Linked DNA regions of Pan troglodytes: region 1 is linked to region 2. A link is a contact called in public HiChIP or PLAC-seq data. All regions are on one chromosome and are shown on one strand. Each heading gives the region's core, a stretch centred on a gene start, on an enhancer-like site or on the middle of the called end of the contact. The rest is flanking DNA. Distances are from core to core; before and after follow the strand shown.

Region 1 (6,203 bases), core at 1,650-4,149, 290 kb before region 2:
CAGAGCCTGGTCTGTGTATCTCACTGACTCACCACATACAAATTCTTTTCCAGGCTAGAGTTCAGGATTCATTTGCTTCTCAAGCATATCAGAACGACTGGTATTAGAGTTTGAAAAAGGTAGCTGGGAGTAGGGAGGGCGGGGCTCTGTTACTGGGTAATTTTACCTAGTATGTTTGCTTATAAGACTGATTTTTAGCAGTCATTTTGTAAAATAGATAGGAATGGTCATAGCCACTGGATTTCCATGGGTAGGGTTTTGTAAGGTAAGTTGCAGTATAAGCCCCAAGGAATAATGGTATTAAATCACAATTTGTGAGATATTTGGTCTGTCATCAGTAGATCTCTGGGCCATTGTGCTGCAAGCTGTGGTATACCACTAAGATGATAGTGACTGTCTTCCCTCAAAGAGCCTGCAGTCTAGACCTGGCAGAAAAAAAAAAAACTGCTTGTGAGGCACCAAGTCCCTCAGGAATTATATAAATTAATTGCAGTGAGAATAAGAAACGGGAGAGGATCATGGGGGTGGGGATTGGGAGGGATTGGGTTAGGCAGTACCTACACTGAAAAAGTGGAGATTGATCCAGGCTTGACAAGAGGTGTGTATAGAACCCCTGACTCCGGAAATGCAGAACTATTTGCTTAGTGGATACAGGGCCTTCTGGGCCTGTATTTTCAGTATCTGGGTCACCAGAAATATCGCTTCAGGGGTTTCTCATTGTTCTAGGAAATGTTTGTGTGCCCTGTCTCTTGAGGACATTCTCAGTCCACCTCAAGTGCTGTATAGATGTTAAAGGAACATAGATGAGCTGGGAAACATTCCTGTAATGTTTCTCATGCAGGGTTATTTAAATATGGAGACTTGTGTTTGTTTTGTTTTTGAGACCAAATCTCACTGCAGTGCCCAGGCTAGAGTGCAATGGCGCGATCTTAGCTCACTGCAACCTCCGCTTCCCAGGTTCAAGCAATTCGCCTGCCTCAGCCTCCCGAGTAGCCAGGACTACAGGCGCATGCCACCACGCCCGGCTAATTTTTGTATTTTTAGTAGAGACGGGGTTTCTCCATATTGGCCAGGCTGATTGGTCTCAAACACTTGACCTCAAGTGATCCACCCGCCTTGGCCTCCCAAAATGCTGGGATTACAGGCGTGAGCCACCGTCCCAGGCGGAGACTTGCTTTTGACCCAGTGTTTCCAAGGCAGATGGTTCTGACTGCCTTCAGTGGGGTTGGGAAGATGTCTGTTGTAAAGCTAGGTCATACTCAGATGACATCAATAAAGGTGTTGTGTGCCAATTTTGCCTTAGGCTTTTTTTTTTTTTTTGGTTTGACAGTCTTGCTCTGACGCAGGCTGGAGTACAATGGCACAATCATCGCTCATTGGCAGCCTCGAACTCCTGAGCTCAAGTGATCCTCCTCCCTCAGCCTCTCAAGTAGCTAGGATTATAGGCGCGCACCACCACACGCAGCTTATTTTTTATTTTTATTTTTGGTAGAGACAAGGGGTCTAGCCTTATTGCCCAGGCTGGTCTGAAACTCTGGCTTCAAGCGACCCTCCTGCCTCAGCCTCCCAAAGTGCTGAGATTACAGGCATGAGCCACGGCTCCCTGCACAGAAAGACCTTCTTAAAGTGCAGGTTTTGATTCAGTATGTCTGGGGCCTGAGATTCTGCATTTCTAACAAGCTCCTGGGTGATGCCAGTGGTGGGGTTCTGGAACCGCCCTTGAGTAGCACCGTAATGCTTGCTAAAGAATCATAGTTGTCTGTAGTTTTCCCAGCAGCCTCTAGATGTCCCCGTCATCCATGAGATACTGCTTCCAGACCTTTAAACCGAGCACAGCCTCCAAGGCCTGAGACCGAAAGGAGTATTTATTGAAATACTCAAGAGACCTATCTAGAAACTGGTGTTTGGATTTATTGTTTCTACACGGGACTGACTCTTTGGTGAAAAAGTGTTTACGTCTTTTTTTTTTTTTTTTTTTTTTTTTTGGAAAAAAACGGCCAGGCGCAGTGGCTCACGCCTGTAATCCCAACACTTTGGGAGGCTAAGGCAGGCAGGCAGATCACCTGAGGCCAGGAGTTCGAGACCAGCCTGGCCAACATGGCGAAACCCCGTCTCTAAAAATACAAAAAAAAAAAAAAAAAAGCGGGGGCGTGGTGGTGAACGCCTGTAATCCCAGCTACTTGGGAGGCTGAGGGGGAAGAATCGCTTGAACCCGGGAGGCAGAGGTTGCAGTGAGCCGAGATTGCACCACTGCACTCCAGCCTGGGCGACAGAGCAAGACTCCGTCTCTAAATAAATAAATAAATAATAAAAATGTCTTGAAATCAAGTTGATTGTCGAAGAACTTCCCAGCTAACCTACTTTATTTGCCATGGGATGCTAAATCCAAGTCAGAACATCTCAGAAATGAGCAGGTAGCCCTACATAAAAGTTCCAAGTAGAGATAATTCTTTCCACAACATCTTAAAACTTGGATTGTTTTAATAAACTATTGTTACTATTAATTTTTTCACCATAAATTCACTTATAAACCACCAGTATTAACTAAGGCCATCCTTGCCTCCTGTGTAGACCACCCAGAGCCTCCTCCATGGCTGGGTAGATACAGAAATAAAACTGGCCACGTATTGAGTGTTGTTGATGTGCTCATTGAATGAGCTCATTTAATCTTCACAGCAGCCCTATGAGGGGACTATTTTATTATCCCTTTTTATAGGTGAGGAAACAGGCATGGGACGGTTCAGTAACACCCATGGTTGCACAAATAGAAAATGGTAATCACTATATTAGACTGCCATTCAGACTCAAACGACATTTGTTGAGTGAGTTAATTTTTTTTCTTTTCTCTTCTTTTTTTTTTTTTTTTTTTTTTTTTTTTTTTTTTTTTTTTTTTGAGATGGAGCCCTGCTCTGTCACCCAGGCTGGAGTGCAGTGGCACCATCTTGGCTCACTGCAACCTCCGCCCCCTGGGTTCAAGCCATTCTCCTGCCTCAGCCTCCTGAGTAGCTGGGATTACAGACGCGCACCATCACACTCGGCTAATTTTTGGATTTTTAGTAGAGACTGGGTTTCACCATGTTGGCCAGGCTGGTCTCGAACTCCTGATCTCAGGTGATCCGCCCGCCTCGGCCTTCTAAAGTGCTAGGATTACAGGCGTGAGCCACCACACCCGGCCTAATTTTTTTTGGTTTTCCAATAAGCACTGTGGTGTATGTGCTGTTAACTGACTCCGGTGGACTCCGCAAGCTCGATGTACACAGTGCTGGGCTGGTGCCATGGCTGCTACTCTATGAAAAGTTTTTGACATCACACTGAATGGCTGAGACACTATAAACATTTTACTTTTCAACTCAACCTCGTGTCCTAGCAAAGATGCTTATCTAGTTTCTGTAGCTGTTCGAATGAAAGGCACAAATTTGGTGAGCTGCTGAGAATGGAGCAGACCTGGCACTGGGTGTGATCTAAGAGACTGGGGTGAACAGATGAATCAAGTTGCCTGTGACATTTGTGAGACACGGTGCTAGTATTCACCTTACTGTCTGGAGGGCCCAACCTCAAAGCCACTAAACATATGACATTAGCCAAGTCCTCTGATCTCTCTAGACAGCAGTTTTCTCCTAAGACAAGACGGCTTTTTGGCTTGGCTGAAGTAAGCCAGGTGATTTTAAACAATGCATTAAGCTCTTCTGAAATCTAACAGCCTTGTTCCATGCTCCTCGCTATAGAGAAGAGAGCGCTGAGGGAAAGAGGCCCTGTAGTCTTTTGCCAATGGTGTCGGATGGGCTGCTCAGTCCCAGCACTTGAAAGTTGCAAACCTAGTCAAGAAAGTGCACACAGTACTTCGGCTTTTTATGAGATATAATTACATTGACATGACGCCTTATGATTTACCCATGACTCGGGGGGTTTCCAAACTCCAAACACCTCCAGACTGGAGCCCATCAATCAGCTTCCTCTTGCTTTTCGTGGACTCCCACTGTGGAAACCTGCTGGTGTTTTGCTGCGGTTTCATTTCCCTCTGCGGAGGAGCCAGGGCAACCTTGCAGACAGGCACCTAGCTGTGCCCTTCTTTCCAGGGCCTCTTCTCCACTCAGCTGACTCCCCTGGCCTGCCTAACGCTCCTGACTGAGACGGTTTACCGGCTTCCTCTAACAGGTTGGCGGGAAGTTGATCTGCAAACGCGAGGCAAAGCAGGAGTGTCCTTATTCGGTAGGCCTCTGATGGGCCACCAGAGCCGTCCGAAAGTCCTAGCGGAGTGATTGACAGTGGCCATTTCAAAGCCTGAGTTCACCTTCTTTGCAACCACAATCACGACCCAGAATAAACTGCTTCCTGGAAGCCGGCTAGTTGCACCTGGCCTGAAGTCAGTCTCGGGACTGCCTCTCAGGACCCCAGACAGGGTTTCGGGTTCCCGCCTGGGTCACGTGTACGGAGGCTGCCAGTGCGCACTCAGCCCGGCCCGCCGGTCGCCACAGCAACACCAATCCCGGGTTCACGCCCGCCTAGGAAGTGCGGTCCCCGCCTGACCGCCCCGGGTTTAAGGGAGCCTGGCTAGGCCGGCAGCCGGAGGGTCCCGCAGCTCGGGGCCGGCCATGCTTCGCGGTCCGTGGTGCCAGCTTTGGCTCTTTCTCCTGCTGCTGCTCCCGGGCGCGCCTGAGCCCCGCGGCGCCTCCAGGCCGTGGGAGGGAACCGACCAGCCGGGCTCGGCCTGGGCCTGGCCGGGCTTCCAGCGCCTGCAGGAGCAGCTCAGGGCGGCGGGTGCCCTCTCCAAGCGGTACTGGACGCTCTTCAGCTGCCAGGTGTGGCCCGACGACTGTGACGAGGACGAGGAGGCAGCCACGGGGCCCCTGGGTAAGACCCCGTCCCCACGGCCCGCCGTTCGCTGCGGAGCAGAGTGCGATCCGGGCGCGGCTGTGGTCGCCTCGCTCCTGTCCGGGGCGACATCTGGGCCCGCAGTCCTGCTCTGCTCAGCCGCCGGTACCGGCTGTGGGCGGGGGCAGCCTCCGCGGAGCAGGGAGCCCCATCACCGCCCTTGCCCCACCCGCGTCCCCGGCGCACCCCCCTGGCGCCCGGCTTCCCGTCCCCCGCCTCCCCTGATCCCCGCGCTTTCCAGATTCTCTCGCACCGCCTGTGCCATCTCCCAGCCCACCCTGGAGTTATTCGAAGGTGTTGCTCTTGACAGCTCTAGGGAACGTCCGCTGTGGACATGCCTGGTGACTGCCGTCTCCCTTGCTGCTTTTGGACGCAGGGCTTGAGGACCGACAGTGGGCCGAGTCGGGGCTGGGAGTTGGAATCTGAGTTCTGGGTGTCCCTCTGTCCCTGACAAGTTGTGTGGCAAGGTTGCCGCATCACTGTCGAGCACCGGATGGTCTCCTCTCGGTCTCACAGCTCCTCCTTTTCCAGGCTGGCGCCTTCCTCTGTTGGGCCAGCGGTACCTGGATCTCCTGACCACGTGGTACTGCAGCTTCAAAGACTGCTGCCCTAGAGGGGATTGCAGAATCTCCAACAACTTTACAGGTTGGACCCCGCATGGCTTCAAGGGGCTAGGGATCTGTGGGGAGGGGAGGCAGTCCAGGGGAAATGGTTAGATGCAAGGGACCTTTCGTCATCCTGCCCAGCCTCCCGACAAGCAGGAACTGCCACAGTCTGACTGAAGTTTTGAGGGAGTACCAAATGCTTGAGTCAGGGAAGCCCCTTTTTAGCCTCTAGCTTAATAGCCCAGGCAAACTGAGCTGTTTGTCAGGCCCAGAGCACCTTGTTTCACTCTAAACAGAAACAGCTACCTCTCAGAGGGGGCTGGAACTATCCAGTGAGAGAACTGATCAGAAATTCTGGGTTGTGATTAAAAGTGTCCCTTTCTTTTCTTCTTTTTTTTTTTTTTTTTTTTTTTTTTTGAGACGGGGGCTTGCTCTGTCACCCACACTGGAGTGCAGTGGTGCGATCTCAGCTCACTGCACCCTCCGCCTCCTGGGTTCAAGCAATTTTCCTGCCTCAGCCTCCCGAGTAGCTGGGATTACAGGTGCCTGCCACCACGTCCGGCTAATTTCTGTATTTTTAGTAGAGGAGGGGGGGTTTCACCATGTTGGCCAGGCCGGTCTCGAACTCCTGACCTTGTGATTTGCCTGCCTTGGCCTCCCAAAGTGCTGTGATTACAGGCGTGAGCCACTGTGCCATGGCAACCAGTATTTTCTAATTAGTTTGGG
Region 2 (5,958 bases), core at 1,782-4,281:
TTGCTATGGTATTTTCCATCAAAGACCTTAATAGTATTTTACTTTATTCCATTTTAGGATTCTCTTGGTATAATTAAAAATTAGGAGAGGAGTTACCCTATAAGTAGCAATTGTATTTTTTGATAGTTATAGTCTTATTGTACTGTTTTTGTTTATGCCTCATCTATTAACTTTTTTCGTTTTGTTTTGTAGAGATGGGGTCTTGCCACGTTGTCCAAGCTGGTCTCGAATTCCTGGCCTCAAGCCATCCTCTAGCATAAGCCTCTCAAAGTGCTGGGATGACTCCGGCTTGAGCCACCACACCCAGCCATTCATCCAACTTTTTTTTTGAGAGGGAGTTTCACTCTTGTCGCCCAGAATGGAGTGCGATGGTGCTGCAACCTCCACCTCCCGGGTTCAAGCGATTCTCCTGCCTCAGCCTCCTGAGTAGCTGGGACTACAGGCATGTGCCACCATGCCAGGCTAATTTTTGTATTTGGTATTTGTATTTGGTAGGGACAGGGTTTCACCATGTTGATCAGGCTGGTCTCTATCTGACCTCAAATGATCTGCCCACCTCAGCCTCCCAAAGTGCTGGGATTACAGGCATGAGCCACCACGCCCTGCCTCATCCGTTCAACTTTAACGTAGGCCTTTGCCGAGAGCTTCAGACCCATATATTAATGTATAATCAAATAGTTACTTCTCATTCCCATCCAGATATCTCAATCTTACTGCAAACTTAATATATCCACAGTCCTAAACGTATCCTTCTCCAAAGCCCTCCTCCAAATCTGGTCTTCCTCCTTTGTTTCCAGTCTTAGTAAATGGTATTGTTACAGGAAATGGGGTTCAGATTCAGACCCCAAGAGAGAGTTCTTAGATCTTGCACAAGAAAGAATTCAGGGCGAGTCCACAGTGCAAAGCAAGTTTATTAGGAAAATAAAAAAAGAATGGCTACTCCATAGAGCAGCCCTGAGGGTTGCTGGTTACCCATTTTTATGGTTATTTCTTGATGATATGCTAAACAAGGGGTGGATTATTCATTCTTCCCCTTTTCAGACCATAAAGGGTAACTTCCCGACATTCCCATGGTATTTGTAAACTGTCATGGCGCTGGTGGGAGTATAGCAGTGAGGACGACCAGAGGTCACTCTCGTGGCCATCTAGGTTTTGGTGGGTTTTAGCCGGCTTCTTTACTGCGACCTGTTTTATCAGCAGGGTCTTTATGACCTGCTATCTCATCCTGTGACTTAGAATGCCTTAACCATCTGGGAACGCAGCCAAGTAGGTTTCAGCCTTATTTTACCCAGTGCCTATTCAAGATGGAGTTGCTATGGTTCAAACTCCTCTGACATTATGTATGATCACCATACCACAGCACAAGACAGAAAAGAGACCTTTGATGTCTCACAGATCTAATCACTTCCTAAATCCTTTAGATTATACTTTATGTGTTTTTCTAGAATGTGTTCACTTATTTCTATCTGCTTTCTTAATACTGTACTTGGATTTTTTTGAACTAGGTTAAGAATACAAAAGATGGATAACTTTGTGTGCTCTATAATGCTATTGTGTGTATTTTAATTCTTTGAAAAATTAGGGTAACGGGAGATAAGGCTAAAAGGCTAAAATGCTAACACACCCAACATGTTTGATCGGAAGAGTTCAAAGGGACCACGTAGACTTGTTTTGAACCCTTTGCTCGAATTTCTCACAGCTATTACTCTCAAAACCAGAAAATAGCCGTAATTCTGTCAACACAGAAGAGAACTGTCCAACAGATTTTCATGTTTGTCCAGGCACTGTACTTGGTGCTAAGGAATATGGTGATTGAATAAGATAAAGTTTCCTCCCTGTCTGGAAGCAACTAGACGCTGGGCTTCTCCCAGCGGTTCATTATTTGGCACTAAATCTCTGCCTTAATATGAAACGATCCGGCTCATGCCTGTAATCCCAGCACTTTGGGAGTCCGCGGCGGGTGGATCACCTGAGGTCGGGAGTTCGAGACCAGCCTGACCAACATGGAGAAACCCCGTCTCTACTAAAAATACAAATTTAGCTGGGCGTGGTGGCGCATGCCTGTAATCCCAGCTACTAGGGAGGCTGAGGCAGGAGAATCGCTTGAACCTGGGAGGCGGAGGTTGCGGTGAGCCGAGATCGCGCCATTGCACTCCAGCCTGGGCAACAAGAGTGAAACTCCGTCTCAAAAAAGAAAAGAAAAGAAATGATCCCTCACCGAACCGAGCCTCAGTGCAGTGCGAAGGCTCTGATGATACTCTTTTTTTTTTTTTTTTTTTTTTTTGAGACGGAGTCTCGTTCTGTTGCCCAGGCTGGAGTGCGGTGGCGCCATCTCGGCTCACCGCAACCCTTGCCTCCCCGGTTCAAGCGAATCTCCTGCTTCAACCTCCTGAGTAGCTGGGATTACAGGCGCGCGCCACCTCTCTTGGCTAATTTTTGTGTTTTTAGTAGAGACGGGGTTTCACCATGTTGGTCAGTCTGGTCTCGAACTCCTGACCTCGTGATCCACCGGCCTCGGCCTAAGAAAGTGCTGTGATTACAGGCGTGAGCCACCAGCCGCTGATGGTATTCTTTCCTGAGGGCAGGTTTTCACGCCAGAAGCCCCGACAATTATACCTGAGCTGGTTCCACCTAAGCTCAATCCTCCTTCCCTGCCCCCAGGGGCTGAAAAATCTGGGCCCAGGAGGCCTTCCTTGTGCTCTGGGGGGAGGCATTTAAGGGTCCAAGGAAGACGTGACCGAAATGTAAAGCACTGGACGGCTTACCCAATAAGGGACCCAGCGTTTCTTATTACCCAACATCCCCCTGAGTTTGGCTTTTAGAAAAATATGCAAAGCGTCCGGGCGCAGTGGCTCACGCCTATGATCCCAGCACTTTGGAAGGCCGAGGCGGGCGCGGTCAGGAGTTTGAGACCAGCCTGGCCAATATGGTGAAACCCCGTCTCTACTAAAAATACAAAAATTAGCCGGGCATGGTGGCCCCCGCCTGTAGTCCCTCGGGAGGCTGAGGCAGGAGAATCGCTTGAACCTGGGAGGCGGAGGTGGCAGTGAGCTGAGATCGCACCACTGCACTCCAGCCAGCGCGACAGAACGAGACTCCGTCTCAAACAAAACAAAACAAAACAAAATATAAAATTAGCCGGGCATGGTGGCGTCTGCCTGTAGTCCCAGCTGCTTGGGAGGCTGAGGCAGGAGAATTGCTTGAACCCAGGAGGTGGAAGTTGCAGTGAGCCGAGATCGCACCATTAAACTCCAGCCTGGGCGAGAAGAGGGAAATTCCGTCTCAGGGGAAAAAAAAAAGAAAGAAAGAAAAAGAGAAAGAAAGAGAAAGAAAAATACGCAAAGCAACAAAAAAGAGAGCTAGAAAGATGGAAACAACTCAGAAGACCCTTGCTTAACCCGCGTGCGTCACGGGCTACAGGGGTCGGCCCCTCGAGCTAACCCCCACCGGCGCCTGCGCACTGGCCTGGCCCGCGGCAGGAAGCCCCGGCGTGAGACACTTTCGGATTCCGTGACAACGGCCGGATTAAACGTTTTTCTTCTCCTTTGCTACTGAACCTATGCTGTGACTTAGAACAGAAGAAACTCCGAGAGGCTGTAGGGATTGTCTTAGCTGTCTCCCTCCTCCGCCGGCACCGCTGAAGGCAGCCCCTATCGAGGGCGCTAAACCTCGGGGCCCTGGGTTTCTATGACGACAAACAGGCGTTCCAGCAAAGGAGGAAGTGAGCGGATGCTGGGCGGGTACGCAATGTGTGGGTAGGATCGCGGGTGTCCCTTTCCCGTCATTTTAAACCAAGAAGCAGTGCGAGGCCTGCCCAACTCGCGAGTTTGTGGAACTGGCGCGCGAGAGCGCTGCCTGTGGGGAAGGTCGGGGTCCCCAGCCGAGCCGCCTGCAGCGAGTGTCCCCCACCAGGGGTGCCGGCGGTCTGCGGGGTCCGCCGAGCGGGTCCTTCCTGCCCTGCTCCTTGACCCTGACCTGACGGTCCACTAAGGCTTCTTAGTAGCGACAGATAACCCCAGAACATAGAGGTCGCCCCAAAAAAGGAAAACCATGCTAGATGAATTCTAAATTGCGATCTGAACCTAAGTACTCAATAGTTGTCATCTTTTTTTTTTTTTTTTTAATCTTTTTTCCTCTGCCTGCAGGACTATGTGGCAGCCTGCAAGTCCCAGTGCGGCGCTGATTTGTGTCTAAATTAGCTTTCCGGAGGACTATTTCAAATTACTAAAGAGATAGGAGGCATTGTTTATTATGTCTCTCCCGAAAACGCCCTCCACCCCGCTAAACTCTACATCAACATCTGAGAGCAAAAAGTTAAAAGTGTCTGTAGCCAAGGAAGGGACAAGAGGTAAACTTCGTTGATTCTGAAGTCATAAACAGTCATGGCCGTAAGACAGAAATCACCTTCCATTCACCGGTTTTTTAAATCTGATATTCAGAATGCCTTGATTGGCTACATTTTTCTAACACACTTGCTTAAATAAAGCAAGAAGTCATTCCTTTTACAGTATTTTGAGTCAGAGTACTGTTTCACTACTCCATCTAAATACAGTTTATAATTTTTTTCAAATGTTGATTTATATATGGTTTTAAATTCAACCTATTTTAAATATCAATAGTTATGTATTTTTTGGTTCCTGGTCTTTGGCTTTAAGGAACTTTGGAAAAAGTAATAGTGAGGCAGGGCGCGGTGGCTCAAGCCTGTAATCCCAGCACTTTGGGAGGCCGAGGTGGGCGGATCACTTGAGGTCAGGAGTTCGAGACCAGCCTGGCCAAATATGATGAAATCCTGTCTCTACTAGAAATACAAAAATTAGCCGGGCATGATGGCTCGCGCCTGTAGTCCCAGCTTACTCTGGAGGCTGAGGCAAGAGAATCGCTTGAACCCAGGAGGTGAGGTTGCAGTGAGCCAGGATCGAGCCATTGCATTCCAGTCTGGGAGACAAGAGCAAGACCCCATCTCAAAATAAATAAATAAATAGGCCGGGCACAGTGGCTCACACCTGTAATCCCATTTGGGAGGCTGAGGCTGGTGGATCACGAGGTCAAGAGATTGAGACCATTCTGGCCAACATGGAGAAACTCTGTCTACTAAAAATACAAAAATTAGGGGGGGCGTGGTGGCTCGTGCCTGTAGTCCCAGCTACTCAGGAGGCTGAGGCAGGAGAATCGCTTGAACCCGGGAGGTGGAGGTTGCAGTGAGCCGAGATTGCGCCACTGCACTCCAGCCTGGCAACAGAACGAGACTCCGTCTCAAATCACGAGGTCAGGAGTTTGAGACCAGCCTGACCAACGTGGTGAAACCCCGTCTCTACTAAAAATACAAAATTTAGCCTGGTGTGGTGGCACTCGCCTGTAATCCCAGCTACTCGGCAGGCTGAGGCAGGAGAATCACTTGAACCCGGGAGGCAGAGGTTGCAGTGAGCCAAGATCTTGCCACTGCACTCTAGCCTGGGCAACAGAGGTAGACTTGGTCTCAAATAAGTAAATAAAGAAACAAAAAGTAATAGCAGAGATAAGAGAAACTCAATTTAGTACAACGTGCCACTTTGTATTAGCTTTTAGTAATTTTTCTAAATGAGAGCAATTCCTTAAGATTTTCATTCATATGCAGATCTGTACTAGAGTCAGCTAGTGTTATCCTTACCCGGTTCTGTTAAAGCTTTTCCCATCTCACCTGCACCTTGTACTAAAACCCCAAGCCCCACCCAACTTTTTTTTTTTTTTCTGTTTCTTTTGATCTCAAGCTCTCAGGAGATTTGGTAATGTAAACCCTAACAACTTTTGATAGTAATCAAAGCATAATACCTCCTTATAGAAATAAACATAAACCATACCATGTTACAGGCATAGATTAAGAAGAATAACAACTCAACCCTACCTGACTGACTTCATAGGAGGGCTTTTCCTACATTATCCCAACTACCTGTCTTTATTACTCCCCTGCCCTAGTCAAGC

The links. HiChIP or PLAC-seq counts read pairs in DNA pulled down with a chosen protein or histone mark.
Region 1: an H3K4me3 HiChIP or PLAC-seq map of stem cell-derived excitatory neurons shows a contact between it and region 2, with 8 times the contacts expected there. The contact joins the promoter of TOR3A here to the promoter of AXDND1 in region 2. A contact is called at or near these places in 2 of 7 Hi-C or Micro-C datasets (a lymphoblastoid cell line and stem cell-derived neural progenitor cells), 1 of 1 datasets of contacts at active chromatin or transcription factors (stem cell-derived excitatory neurons) and 1 of 1 other capture datasets (stem cell-derived neural stem cells).

The regions. Positions count from the first base shown.
Region 1 is chr1:70,037,203-70,043,405 of NHGRI_mPanTro3-v2.0_pri, reverse strand. TOR3A (torsin family 3 member A) reads left to right here and starts at 2,899. Exons shown (of 6, transcript XM_514028.9): 1 at 2,899-4,851; 2 at 5,404-5,517. The coding sequence starts at 4,593.
Region 2 is chr1:69,752,305-69,758,262 of NHGRI_mPanTro3-v2.0_pri, reverse strand. AXDND1 (axonemal dynein light chain domain containing 1) reads left to right here and starts at 3,031. Exons shown (of 25, transcript XM_054656308.2): 1 at 3,031-3,740; 2 at 4,146-4,348. The coding sequence starts at 4,252.